2 separate regions of the Sus scrofa genome follow, and region 2 is linked to region 1. Evidence: chromatin contacts called from public HiChIP or PLAC-seq data. All regions are on one chromosome and are shown on one strand. Each heading gives the region's core, a stretch centred on a gene start, on an enhancer-like site or on the middle of the called end of the contact. The rest is flanking DNA. Distances are from core to core; before and after follow the strand shown. Region 1 overlaps NOL4L (nucleolar protein 4-like). Region 2 overlaps COMMD7 (COMM domain-containing protein 7).

What was found. HiChIP or PLAC-seq counts read pairs in DNA pulled down with a chosen protein or histone mark.
Region 2: an H3K27ac HiChIP or PLAC-seq map of alveolar macrophages shows a contact between it and region 1. The contact joins two enhancer-like sites. A contact is called at or near these places in 3 of 47 Hi-C or Micro-C datasets (adipose tissue, epiblast stem cells and liver) and 1 of 2 datasets of contacts at active chromatin or transcription factors (alveolar macrophages).

What each region holds. Positions count from the first base shown.
Region 1 is chr17:36,122,644-36,129,714 of Sscrofa11.1, reverse strand. The region is part of intron 4 of NOL4L (nucleolar protein 4-like); the gene reads left to right. Among named protein-coding and RNA genes, the nearest start is that of NOL4L, 75 kb to the left of the region's middle. Within about 2 kb of position 2,439, at least 6 of the 83 cell types and tissues checked have an H3K27ac peak or open chromatin away from gene starts, as enhancers often do. A contact at or near this core is called in alveolar macrophages, where this site is marked.
Region 2 is chr17:36,250,864-36,257,934 of Sscrofa11.1, reverse strand. COMMD7 (COMM domain-containing protein 7) reads left to right here. Exons shown (of 7, transcript XM_021077441.1): 7 at 1,458-1,692. The coding sequence ends at 1,487. Among named protein-coding and RNA genes, the nearest start is that of NOL4L, 53 kb to the right of the region's middle. Within about 2 kb of position 3,309, at least 5 of the 83 cell types and tissues checked have an H3K27ac peak or open chromatin away from gene starts, as enhancers often do. A contact at or near this core is called in alveolar macrophages, where this site is marked.

The sequences.
Region 1 (7,071 bases), core at 1,190-3,689:
AGACCCTCCCCCTCCCTCCACACATTTATGGAGCCTGCAGGGTAGCCCCTGTCCAGAGCCCCGTGGTCTCCCAAGTACTGGCCCTCCTCCTCCTTTCCGTGGGCCAGTATGAAGTGGCCCTGTTCTCTGCTGAGATTCCAGCCCCCCCACCTAAGCCAGAGACCCTAGAGTCAGGCTGACAGTACCAGTTCTACCACCCACCAGCTGTGTGAGTCTGGGCAAATTGCTTCACCTCTCTGTGCTCCCTTTCACGCATGTTACTTGAGAGTAATAACAGCACTCCTACCTCGTAGAGTTATTCTGAGGGAAATGACCCAAAGCAGGCTCAGTGCTGGACACCGTAGGAGCAACAAAGGAAGCCTCAGTGACTTCTGCTACTATTGACAGCAATGTTACTCTGCAACTTCGGTTTAATAGACACAGTGAACGACCTTGTACAGGAGACCAGGGCCACAAAGATGAATAAGACAGCACAGTTACTTTCAAGGAGCTCTTCTAAGTAGAGGGGACAAGAATGCAACCGTGGACAGAAAATAGAAACAGGAAGGGACCAGGGACCTGCCAGGTGGCTCAGGGGACACTCGCTTATTTTATTTTTTTATTATTATTTTTTTAATGTAATGATTTTTATTTTTTTCCATTATAGCTGGTTTATGTTCGCTTATTTTAAAATGAGGTTTGAGGAGTTCCCACTGTGGCACAGCGGATTAAAGATCCCTAGTTGTCTCTGCCGCTGCTCAGGTCTCTGTGGGGGCACAGGTTCCATCCCTGGCTCGGAAAAACTTCCATATGCCACGGGTGCAGCCAATTAATAAATACAACAAATTAAAAAATAAAAAATAAATAAAATGAGATTCGGACCAGCAAAGAGGGCCCAGGTGAGAGACGCTGAGGGGTAATAGCCCTGGGAGGGCCTGAACTGGAGAAGGCCGGAGCCAGTTTGGGGAAAGGAAGAGAAGGAGGAGGTGGAATAGGGGACTCAGAGCCTATGCCTCTTGGAAGTAAGGCCACACACGCACGCACGGAAAAGCCCTTTCTTCAGTCAGTGCTGGGAGCCAGGCGAGGATCTGGGCAGGAAATGAGCACATTCCAAGCGTGGGACTTTCTCAGGCTTCCATCTTCCTTAGTGGAGAAGGAAACAAGCCCACTCTGAAAAGCTCTTCACATTCACTTTTTTTCTCAATTATGGAAAAATATGTGTAAAACGTGGCATTTTAGCCACTTTAAGTGTATCATTCAGTGGATTAAGTACATTCACAGTGTTGTGCAATCATTACCACTATTTCCAAAATTTTTTCATCACCCCAAATAGAAACTCTGTAACCATTAAGCAATAATCCCTCGGTCTCCCCACCCCCAGTGCCTAGTGAGCGCTGTTTTGCTTTCCATCTCTATAAATTTGACTGTCTAGATACCTCATATAAGTAGAATCACATCCTGTTTGACCTTCTGTGTCTGCCTGATTTCACTTAGCGTGTTTCCAAGGTTCATCCATGTTGCAGCATGTGTCAAAACTTCATTCCTGTTTATGGCTGGATCATATTCCATTGTATGGCTAGACCACATTTTGTTTATCCACTCATCCTTTGATGGATATTTGGGTTGTTTCCACTTTGGGGCTAGCCACGTTCACTTTTTAATCTTTTGGACCAGGTTGTGGGCCATGGAGGGATTCAAACAGGGATCTGCTCCTTCTCTCTCTGAGTCCTTACCCCTCTTTGTGGCTTCCTTTTCTTGTGGACGTTCTCAACCTCCTTCCTGCTCAGAAGGACCCCAAGAAAATAGGCAGACTGAAAGAAGAAGCATAGTTCACCGGTTACCGTGAGAGCCTGTCACTTACCTAAACAGTGCCTGACTCACAGGACTTTCAGCTGTGGAGAACCTGTGAGTTTTGACTCTGACACCTGGCCTTAAGAGCTTGACATCAGCCCAGGCACGGTGTGAGCTCAGAGGAGAAACAGCAGAATGGAAATTTTGCCATGTCCGTGGCTGTGGCTCACAATATGTGTAATCTTTAATGGTCTCTTAAGGAAGCAGAGGTTCTGATGTGTTTCTTGAAAGTTAAACAATAATCATCATGGACTAGAAATAGAATGTAGAGTGTCTAAATGACTAGAAAAAATAAAAGAGCCAAAGAAAATTTGATCAGCCCAGCAAGAGTAATTAAATAAAGGAATAAAAAAGAAGCAGCCAGAAAGAGATATAATAAATAGAAAACATAGGTAACCTAGCAGAAACAAGATCACACTCTAGAAAACCACAATACATGTAAATGGGTTAAATTCCACTACAAAGAGTCAGAAAGACTCAGATGAGGTATTTTTTATTTTTGTTTTTGTTTTTTATTTTTTCATTTTTGGCCGCACTGCAGCACATGGAGCTCCCAGGCCAGGGATCAGATCTGAGTCACACTCACGACCTAAGCTACAGCTGAGGCAATGCCGGATCCTTAATCTACTGTTTCAGGCTGAGGGTCGAACCTGTGACCCAGTGCTCCCAAGATGCCACCAATCCATTGCACCACAGTGGGAACTCCAGATGAGGTTTTTTTTTTTAATAGTAAAACCCATTTGGTATTTACAAAAGATTTTTTTTTTTTTTAATGACGAAAGAAGAAGATGAAAACACAAGAAAGAGAGGGCAGTGCTCTTCACGTCAAACAAGAGCAAAGTAAGCATGTTCAAGGCAAAAAGAAATAAGGCACAGGGAGGTACTTTATGTTTTTCAAAGGCACAGTTCCCAGTTAGATTTTGGAGCCTCTTGACTTTGGAGGTCTGCCCTTGGGGAGGTTGAGGCCTCTTGACCTCCAAGATCTGCTGTGGGGGAGAGGTTGAGGAGGGCAATAGGTCCTATGAACATAAAGAATACCTTGGGCTTCACTGTGAGAGGCAGCATCTTTCTTTCACAGCCCTCAGTATCTTCCCCATCATCGGTCTCTTAACCTTTATAATTTTTTGCTACTGTCTTGCTGTAGCCACTTCTCTAGAGCGGTATCTCCATACTTTGAGCATCAGTGTCTGCTTTCTGGAAATGCACATGAAGTGCTATTAAGGTGTGGATTCTGTGAACTGGTGAAAATGTGGGGTCTTCTGCCTTTGCTGCCTGGATTTTAGTCCCTTTTCTCCTCTCCCCACTGGGCTCACCCACCAAGGTATGCTGGGGCTACTTTCTCTGTTCCCAGCTCCTTCCCTTCTTTCCAACTCCTGGCCCTCCTGGTCCACTGCTATCTTCCTTTTCTGGTTCCATTTCTTGCCTCCCTCCTCTTAGACACCCCCCATAGGCCTCTGGCATCAGCCTGCCTCTTACTTTTATGTAGCCAAGCCTGGGGGCCCCAGCTTGCCTCCATGAGAACCCAAGAAAGGCCTGAAATGCCACTGGCCCCATTTTCAAGCTCTGAGAAGCTGTAGCACAAACCCTTCCCCATTTCAGTAAAATGCCTGGCACTGCAGAAGGTTTGTGCTGCAGCAAGAAAAACAAAAAGCCACTGAAATACTGACCTTGACCACAGCTGCTGTTTCGGTTTCTCCAGGCAAAGAATGATCCTTGGCACATTGCTGCTGTGAGAAGATGTGCAGGTGGGGTAGCTGCTCTCAGGTTCTGCTCTGTGCTCCTCAGACCCTCCCCCCACAACCCCAGGGCAGCTAACCCTCAGAAACAGCTTCTCAAGTGTTCATCTTTTTTGTTTATTTGTATTCATTTTTATTTTTAGCAATACAGTACATATTTAAAAATCGTATAGAAGACCAGCAGATCCTGCCCCAGCTCCCCACTTCAGTTTCTACCCTTCAGAGGCAGCCTCCTTTCTTTCTTATCATTTGGCTATCTCTTCTGGTATTTATCTCCTATTTCTAAATAACACGTGCTGACACTGCTAGTTCTTGATTTTTCAATTTGGGCTATTTTGGTTGTTGTTTAATTTCTTGCTGTAGGAGATAAGTGTTTACACTATTACACCCTCTCACAAACACATGTATTATTTCTCCATCTCTCAATATTATCTATACCTTCTTATTTAGATAAGTTATTATATTTATATTATTGTGACTGTAGAGGTTATTCATAGTTAAGCCAGTTAGCATCCTGTGAGTACATTTTCTTGCTTTTGATTCCCCAGAGTTAGCCATTGCTCCTTTTTTTTCAACCTTAGCCCTCTATCTTTTTGGCGGAGGGGCATTTTTGGCCACCCCGTGGCATATGGAGCTCCCTGGCCAGAGAGCAGATCAGAGCCCCAGTCACAACCTAAGCTGTAGCTGTGGCAATGCCAGCTCTCCAACCCACCATGCCGGGCCAGGAATCGAACCCATATCCCAGCAGCTTCCAAGACACCACCGATCCCATTGTGCCAAAGCCGGAGCTCCTGCCCTCTATCTTTTGATCTCACTTACGGTATATGTATTTTGTTATTTTTATTTTTATATGCTCAAATGTATTTTTTTTCTTTAATAGCTTCTGTATTTGAGTCTTAAAGAGGCTAACTCCACTCTGCGTTCATGTTCTCTTTTAGTATTTTCATGTTTTCATTTTTTAAAGAGTATTTTTGGAACAGTTTTAGACTTACAGAAAAACTGAGAAGATAGTACAGAATTCCCACGCTGTCCCCTGCGCGCAGAGTTCCCCCTGTTATTACTCTCTTACTTTAGTGTGATACATTTGTTACCATTTATGAACCAGTACTGATACATCATTGTTAACTAGATTTCCTTAGTTTTTACCTAATGTCCTTTCTCTGTTCTGCAGTCCTATCTCGGATACAGTATTAATTTACTTGTCACATCTCCTTAGGCTCTTCTTGGCTGTGACAGTTTCTCAGCCTCTCCTTGGCTCTGATGACCTTGGCAGTTTCAAAAGTCAAGTATTGTATAGAATTTTGGAATTTATCTGATGTTTTCCCCAATATAAAACCGGGGTTTGGGGTTATTAGGAGGAAGGCCACAGACACAGTGCCATTTTTACCACATCCTATGACGGGTATATACTGTCACGGTGATTCATGACTGTTGGTGTCGCCTTGGTCACACCTGGCTGAGACAGTATTTGTCAGGCCTCCTGATGGTCGAGTCCTTTTACCCGCACCCCCACTCTACGCTGTTCACTCGGGAAGGAAGTCGCGGTGCGCAGCCCACACCTGAGGAGCGGGGGTTATCTTCTCCCTCCCTGAGGGCCGAGTACCCACATACACTGTTTGGAATTCTTTTGCATAGGAGATTTGTCTCTCCTTCCTCATTTATAAATTTATTCACTCATTCAATCATTTATCTATATGGCTACTTATTTATTCTATACTTTGGGCTACAGTTCAGTCGTGCTTTATTCTGATGCTCAAACTCTTCCAGCTTTGGCCCCTGGGAACACTTTCATTTGGCTCCTGGGCTCTTTTGATATACCCTCATCGATGCGTTTTTGCAGGATGTTGTATCATTTTAGCATTCCTTTACTTTCTGGTACTGCAAGATGTGACAGGCTCATCTTTTTGTATTTTCTTCCCCAGTCCTAAAATCAGCCATATCTCCAAGGAGCTCTGATTTTTTTTTTTATTGTAGGATCATATTAAAAACCAAGATCTGTATACTAAGTGTGCTTATTGCTACTGGGATGTCCTTTCTTTTAGACCCTCTCAGCTGACAGAGCACAAAAAAAAAGAATCTACATTTTCATTTTTCCCATTTAATCTTTGATCCATTTGGAGCTTTTCCTGATACATTTTTAGATGAGATATGGCTCCCTTTGGGTCAACACCATTTATTTATTTATTTATTTATTTTTTGTCTTTTGCCATTTGTTGGGCCGCTCCCACGGCATATGGAGGTTCCCAGGCTAGGGGTCTAATCAGAGCTGTAGCCGCCAGCCTCGCCAGAGCCACAGCAACGTGGGATCCGAGCCGCGTCTGTGACCTACACCACAGCTCACGGCAACCCCAGATTCTTCACCCACTGAGCAAGGGCAGGGATCGAACCCGCAACCTCATGGTTCCTAGTCCGATTCGTTAACCACTGCGCCACGACGGGAACTCCTCAACATTATTTATTAAAGAATCTAGGAGTTCCCTTCGTGGCACAGTGGAAAGGAATCGGACTAGGAATCATGAGGTTTCGGGTTCGATCCCTGGCCTCGCTCAGTGGGTTAAGGATCTGGCATTGCCGTGAGCTGAAGTGTAGGTCGCAGACACAGCTTGGATCTGGCATTGCTGTGGCTGTGGCGTAGGCCAGCATCTATAGGTCTGATTTGACCCTTAGCCTGGGAACCTCCATAAATGCCTCGGGTGCGGCCCTAAAACAGCAAAACAAAAAAGAGTCTGTTTTCTTCCCATCGATTTGGGATGCCACCTTTATAATTTACCAAATTACTATCTGAAACAGAATCTACTTCTATTCAGTCCTTTGGTTTCTTTGTCTAGTCATGTAACAGCTCCACACTGTTTTAAGAGTAATATGTCTTAATATCTAATACGTCTCATAAACTACTACGTCTTACTATCCAGCAGGAGTTGTTCCCTTCCTTGTCATCCTTCTTTTTAAAAGTTTTCTTGGCTTGAAAAAAAGAGTTATTTGGAAAAAGAAAAATGTTTCCTGCCTAAAAAATTGTGTACACCCTTCTTGGTGAGGGAAAGACACTCTGGAGGCATCGTTGATCTGACCACATAAAATGCTAAGCTGAGGCCCTTTGACCACAGGCCTTTCTATCACCCCAAAACGGGGTGGATTGTGATCCAGGAGCATCATGATCTTGTGTTGGAATCTGAGGGCTGTGAACCTTGACAGCCCAGTGGCACCATCCTCCGAAGGACAGCAACAGGCAAACAGGGCCTTTCCGAACTTGAGAGGGGAAGTTTTCTGGGAAACCTCTTTTTCGAGAGGACAAAACCCCGCTGACAAACATCTTTGTTAGGGGCCATTATTTTCGTGAGGGATATACATCATTGAGAATCCTCAAGTGCTTTCAAGAAACTGGCTGCAGTTTCCAAATACTCCAAGAAAATGAGCATCATGGCTGTTTTGCCAGGGCAGCCTGGGTTCAGAGACGGCTGTATCTCCCTTCTTTCCTCCTGCTTCCCTGAAGCCCTGTGGGAAAGAA
Region 2 (7,071 bases), core at 2,060-4,559, 130 kb before region 1:
TTTGTGGCAACACTGGATCCTTAAACCACTGAGTGAGGCCAGGGATCAAACCCCCATCCTCATGGATTCTAATCAGGTTCTTAGCCACAACAGAAACTCCTCCGGTGCACTTGTTATGCTGCTCTTCTCACTGTCCAGTGGGTGCTCCCTATGGCAGGCAGGAGGAAAGGTGTGGCCAGGTGGGCATGTCAGGGCCCAGGTGGGGCCTTCCTTCCATGAAGCTGTGCAGGCAAAACAGATGAGCAGCTTTCCCAGGAGCGGGGGCTGGGTGGAGCCCCTGTCCCCCGCATCCATCCTCCCCCAGCCCACAGCCACACTGCTGACCTGGCTTAGTAGTGAGAGGGGCCTGGGGATTGAGGTACAGAACAGTCTGGGAGCATCTGGCAGTGATCTCAGCCAGGTTGCCCAGAACAACACGGGGTGGGGAGGGGGAATGCCGGAACTGAGGAGGCAAAACCAGGCTCGGGTTGGAATCCCAGCTCGCCTGTGCCCCTGGTCATATTACCTCACCGCCTCGAGCCTTGGTTTCCTTGTCTGCAAAACAGGGTTATTATCAGAATTGAGATTTCATCATCATAATGGTAGAGCTGCTTACACAATGCACGGTATGCAGTTGGTGCTCAATAAATGTCACTCTCCTCCACTGACTAGCTGATTAAACTCATTTTCCAAACCCCACAGCCTGGAGACGAGTTTTGGCACTTGTCCTGTGTTCACGCGGCTGTCGGGGATGTACTTTGGTTGCCAAATGTTAGAATTGCTGAAACACTTACAGGGAGGTGGGGGAGACTGTTTGAAAGTGGCACCGTCCCTTACTGATGGGACCCGGCGTCACAGGGCCTCCTCTGCAAGTGCCAGGAGACGACCGACAGATCCTCAGCACCGCCCCCCCACCCCCTGCCGCCTGAGGCTGGGCTGGCTCAGCCCACAACTACTTCTTTTTGGCAACTCCTTTTCTAGAAGGCTCCCAGAAGACACCGCCTACTGTCCTGACAGTGTTCTGGGCGTTCCGTCTGGTCTGGAGCCGGAGGTGGCTGCAGGGGGTGGAAGGGAGCTGGGCCAGTCCTGGGGGCGTCGGTCCAGGCGGGGGTGGGGTGCGGGTATGTGGTGTTCCGGCCTGGTCCTCTCTGCCCCCTGCCCCTGGGCTGAGGGAAACTGGCAGGGGTCTAGTGCTTTCCCGTGGGCGGGTGTGAAAGTGTTGGAAAAACTGGAAGGGGCTTCTCCTGTGCGGGCATAATGAGCTTTAAAAACCCTTCTGTCTTTTCTGTGAGGCAGAAACGACAAGCTAGAAATGACCTTGATCACCAGCGATGTTCTGGGAGGATTTTAAAATGATAATGGGGCACACAAGGGTGTTCCTGGTCAAATATGTTTGGGAAATGCCACCTGAAACATAATCAAATAAAGTTGGGAAACACCGACTTCAACATCCGACGACACGGTTTCTTCTCTGCAAGGTTTCTCAGCGCCTTTCAGGTGCATCGTGAGATTCTGAGAGGCCGCGGCTTTGTCTACACAGCAGCTAGGCCTCTCTGACAACGGTGTCCTTTCAGCTGTCCTGGACCATCTCATGAGCTCAGAGGGCTATGGAAGCCACTTTGGGAAATGCCACCATAGTCAAAACCTCCCCCTCCACCACGCAACTGGAGGAATCTTGGGACATAGGGTCCAAATAAAAGGATTTGGAAGATGCTCTAGCCTTTGTTTTGTTTATTTCTTTATTTACTTATTTATTCACTTATTTATTTATTTGTCTTTTTGGCCACTCCAAGGCATATAGATAGAGTTCCCAGAACCAGGAATCGAATCCAAGCCAGAGCCGTGACCTACACCATAGCTGTAGCAATGCTGAATCCTTAACCCCCTGCGCCAGGCCAGGGATCAAACCCACATCCCTGCAGCTGCAGAGCCACTGTCGATCCCACTGCACTACAGCAGGAACTCCTCTAGCCTTTATTTTAATTTTCAGATGTTTAAATTTTTGTCTTTTTTAGGGCCGCACCTGTGGCGTATGTAAGTTCCTGGGCTAAGGGTCGACTCAGAGCTGCAGCTGCAAATCTGTGCCACAGCCACCGCAACAGTGGATCTGAGCTGCATCCATGACCCACACCGCAGTTTGCGGCAACGCCAGATCCTTAACCTACTGAGCGAGGCCAGGGATTGAACTTGCATCCTTATGTATATTAGTCGGGTTCTTAACCCTCTGAGCCACAACAGAAGCTTCCCTCACCTTTATTTTGAAGCTAAGACTTGGAGTTCTCTTATGGCACAGTGGGCTATGGATCTGGTGTTTTCGCTGTAGTGGCATGGGTTCAATCCCTGGCCAGGGGACTTCCACATGCTGTGGGTGTGGCCAAAAATTTTTTAAAAAGCTAAGACTTTAATCCTTATTTTCCCTGTCTTAACACATTTAATCTTGACAACCACTTTATAAAGTAAGCGCTGTCATCAGCTCCATTTTCCAAAGGGTAAACCAAGGCACAGAGAGACAAGTCCTAGCCCAAGGTTCATATCTAGTAAGTGGTGCTGCTGGGATTTGAACCCAGGTTGCTGAGTGAAGGGCTACTGTCATGGCCACTGCACGGTCCACCTTCGCTCTGGGGTCTCCGGAAGCTGCCCACTCAGCAGCCGTGCACTGAAGCTCCTGTCTGAGGGCGAAGCTTCTTGCAAGTGGCTGGTCTCAGGAGCTCTCAGGGGAGCCTGTGGCTTCTATTTCCCAGATGGCCAGGGTGGCCTTCTTCTAGCTCTGAGTCGGGCCCGGGGATGTGCCGTGGGTGCCCTACTGCCCCCAGCTGCGCCGCCAGCAGCCTGGCCCCACCGGAGGCCACGTTAAGACCATGTTATGCTCTCATTTCATCTCACCCTGTTTAGCACCATCCGTAGAGAGCGCCCCGGAGGGGAACCCAGGCTCAGAGAGGGGAAGTAACTTGCCCAGACACACAACCAGGAGACAGTGAGCCTGGGGTTGGAGCCAGGTCATTGGACTCCAGAGCTAGATGTTCAAGACACGAGTTCCCTTGGTAACAAAACAGTGGGCTCCCATGGCCAGGGCAGCGGAGCCACCGTGGGCCACACCCCATCAGGCCCCACTCTCCTCTGCCCAGCGGCCACGCCTGCAGACCCATTCAGCCCCCACGCTGGACAGATATGATCTCGGGTTCCCTGATAATCTCCCTGGGCCTCCCCTTCCCAGCCGCACATGGCCCAACAGTCAGTAGCCTAAAAACAGGCAGATAGGTCACCAGCACTGAGCGCCTCCGTGAGAAGCAGTTGCCATGGTGGCCGCTTGGCCGCGTGGAGCTTTATCTCCACCTCCTGGAGCAGGGCCCCTGGAGCTTCCTCCTTCTGGGGTGCAGACTTTTCACTCTGAGTGGTTTGTTTCTTCCCCTTTAGCTCACTGGTTCCTGGAGATAGAGTTGTTCATCTGTCTGTCCATCTGCGGACTGGGCACCTCTTGTGGGCTGGGCCCCCGCCAGGCTCACTTCTGCAGGCAGCTTGCTGGCCCTCACCTGCCCCAAGGGTGGCCAGGACCTCAGGTGCTTCCAGATCACCTTGGAAGCAAGGGTGCACGCCTGCGAGTGCAGGATCTGTTGGTAGAACAGGACCTGGGTTCAAATCCTACTGCCAATAATTTAATAATAAAGACACAACCCAATTTTTTTTTCTTGTCTGTGCCCTTGGCACAAAGATGTTTCTGGGCCAGGGACTGAAGCCACAGCACAGCAGCAGCCCAAGCGCTGCAGTGACAACGCCAGATCCTTAACCCGCTGCACCACAAGAGAACGCCACGTCTCATTTTTCTTTCTTTCTTTTTTTTTTTTAGGGCCACACCTGTGGCATATGGAAGTTCCCAGGCTAGGGATCAAATCAAAGCTGCAGCTGCCAGCCTATACCACAGCCACAGCAATGCCAGACCCGAGCTGGATCTGCAACCTGTGCGGCAGCTTTCGGCAGTGCCAGATCCTTAACTCACTGAGTGAGGCCAACATCCTCGTGGATACTAGTCGAGTTCTTAACTCCCTGAGTCACAACGGAAATTCCCACGCCCCCCCCCCCCACTTTTTTTTAATGGGCAAAGGACATAGACTTTCTGCAAGGAAGATAAATGGCCAACAAGCAGATGAAAGACGCTTCATGAACATCACCAGCCATCAGGGACAGGCACGTGCAACCCAAACCACACGAGCGACCTTGTCACACCCGCTACGGTGGCTAGAATCCGAAAGACAGAGAATAACACAGGTTGGTGAGAATGTGGAGACACCATGCCCTTCTCTGCCGTTGGCGGGAATGTTAGCGGTGCAGTCATGTTAGAAAAACGCCTGGCAGTTCCTCCAAAGGTTAAACAGAATTACCCCATGACCCGGCAATCCCACTCCCAGCTCTCTACCCCAGAGAAGTGAAACGGTGTGTCCACACCCAAAACTTACACAAACATCACTAGCATTATTTGTAATAGCCAAAAGGTAGAAAGAGCCTAAGTGCTTTTCGACTGAGGAACTAATAAACATAAGATGGAATATGACTTGACCGTGAAAAGGAATGACATAATGAGACACGCTACAGCGCGGATGAGCCTTGAAGATACACTGAGTGAAAGAAGCCGGTCATGATGACCACATAGTGCGTGGATGCATTTGTGTGAATTGTCTAGAACAGGCAAGTCTAGGGAGGGGGTTGGAGGAAGTCGGGGGGTGGGGGTCCCTGCTGATGGGTAGGGTTTGAGGGGAAGGGATGATGACACTATTAGAACACAGTGGTGATGGTTGCACGACTCTGTGATGATGCTAAGAGCCATTGAGTTGGGCACTAAATGAGTAAACTGTATGCTATTGTGAATTGTATCTCCATAAAGCTGCTGTAAAAAATTGGGAAATACACATAAGCCTAAGAAAAAAGAAAAAAAAAAAGTTAAGGTCCATAATCCTATCACCTAGAGACAACCACTGTTATGTTTTAATGATACTCTCCCAAATTATACTCTGTTGCCCTATGTGCTGCTTTTTCATTTAATAATACATTGTAAACATCTTTCCATGTCAATAAATATACTTCTACAGAAAAACAAATCCTACTTCCACCACTCACTGGCTGTGCGCCGGAGCCCTGGTCTCTCCACCTGCAAGGTGGGGTAACCACAGGACCCCCCACGGAGCAAGCTGTGAGGAAGAAGGCAGGCGACCGGGTACCCCCAGCCCAGGAAGACACTCTGGCAACAGAGGCTTTGTTATGTGATTACGCTCGTGCCAGCCAGGAGTGCTCCAACCAGGGGCAGCTCATTTCTGTATGTTCTGTATGTTTCAAACACACCAAGATTCAAAACATCCATAGTTCAGGGCCAGACCCTGGGAGAGTCCTGGAGGTGGTTGTGACCCTCGATGGAAAAAAAACCCACTCGTCAGAGCACCTACTGTGTGCCTGGCCCTGGCTCAAGGTATCTCCTTTCATCCTTGTGATGGGTGTTATCCACCCCTTATGTCGGAAGGGGAAACCGAGGCCTGGGGAGGTGCAGTCACTTGACCTTTTCAAACAGCTGCAGGTGGAGTGCATTTCCAGGTTAGCCGGTTGAAAGAGGATTCTTGCTTCTTCTTTTAAAGCGATGTCTTTAAAAAAGCTTGAGTTCTATCCAAATGGGGGATTGTGTTCTTATTCCCAAACGAGGAAGTGGCCGCTCCAAGATTTAAATCACGAGGATGTGCTGGTGTGGTGTGAGTCCAGGCTCGGGCTGTGGGGACGCAGTGGGACCTTGAGTATGTGTCTGCTGGAATGGCAGCCTGGCAGGGTGGGAGCCAGGGTGGGCAGGGTTCCACGTCTGGGTAGGGGTTAGGGGCCAGGCCCGGGAGACAGACAGTTGAGGTTGGAATCCCCCATCTGCTGGGGACTTGGGCAGCTTCCTCACAGTGTGAGCTCGCGTCCCCTGTCTCTATTAGGTGGGTGTAAGAATTAACTCAGTTTAGAGTTCTCTTTGTGTCTCAGTGAGTTGAGGACCCACCATTGTCTCTGTCAGGATTTGGGTTCAATCCCTGGCCGTGCTCAGTGGATTAAGGATTGGCATTGCTGTGAGCTGTGGTGTAGGTCACAGACGTGGCCCGGATCCCATGTTGCTGTGGCTGTGGCATAGGCCTCAGCTGCAGCTCCTACTCGACCCCCAGCCTGGGAACCACCATATGCCACAGGTGTGGCCGTAAAAAGCAAAAAAAATGAATTAGATAAGTTAGAGCACCTTGTGTCACTTGGCCGCCTCCTGATGCAGAATAAGCTTTGGCACCACCGGGTGGGTTGGGTGGAGGGTGCGGGGAGCCCAGGAGGAGGGGCCAGGAGAGGGGCCACTGCTCAGCTCAGCCTTTTCACACTGCTCTCCAGGTCCAGCCGAGGGTGGCCAGCCCACATGAAGGGTCAGAGACAGTCACCCACAGTTTCCATGTCCATTTCCCAGGACAGGAGAGGAAGGGGGGACACCTCTACCGAGAAGCCTGCCCCACTCTCCCCAGCCAGGCCCGGTCCCCCTAGTCCTCCCAGGTGCCGCTGCTCTGCACCTCTGGAACATGGACACCAACCGGCCTGCCCCTGTCCCCCTCTCTTCGGTCATCCCAGCACCGTCCAGGCTGGCCCCCCAGTGGGACTCCTGTTCTCTCAGCCTTGTTCCTCCTCGATGGCCCCGGTATCAGCAGTGAGTCTGACTCCCCACTTACTCACTGTGGATCCTGAGAAATCTACTCAGCTTCCCCAGCCTCAGTCTCCTCATCTGCAGAATGGGGAGAACAATTGCCCCTTAAAAGACTGGAGAATTAACTGAGAAAAAACCTGGGAAGAGCCAGAACTGTGCTGGGCCATGGCAAGCGTTTAACATGTTGGCCACAGTTACTCTGATCCCAGCCTTTTAAGGCCGTTGCAAAGTGCAGGGCTTCTGCCCCGGAGACCTCAGCTCCAGATGCTGGGCCTTGGGCCTCGAGAACAACCAGGCGTAATGGCTTTTGGGGTTCTTAGCCTGGCCTCTGCCCCTCCTCCTCCCGCCGGGCCAGCAGACCGGGTCCTCTGCTTGGACACCTCCCTCCCCACCGCTGACACATG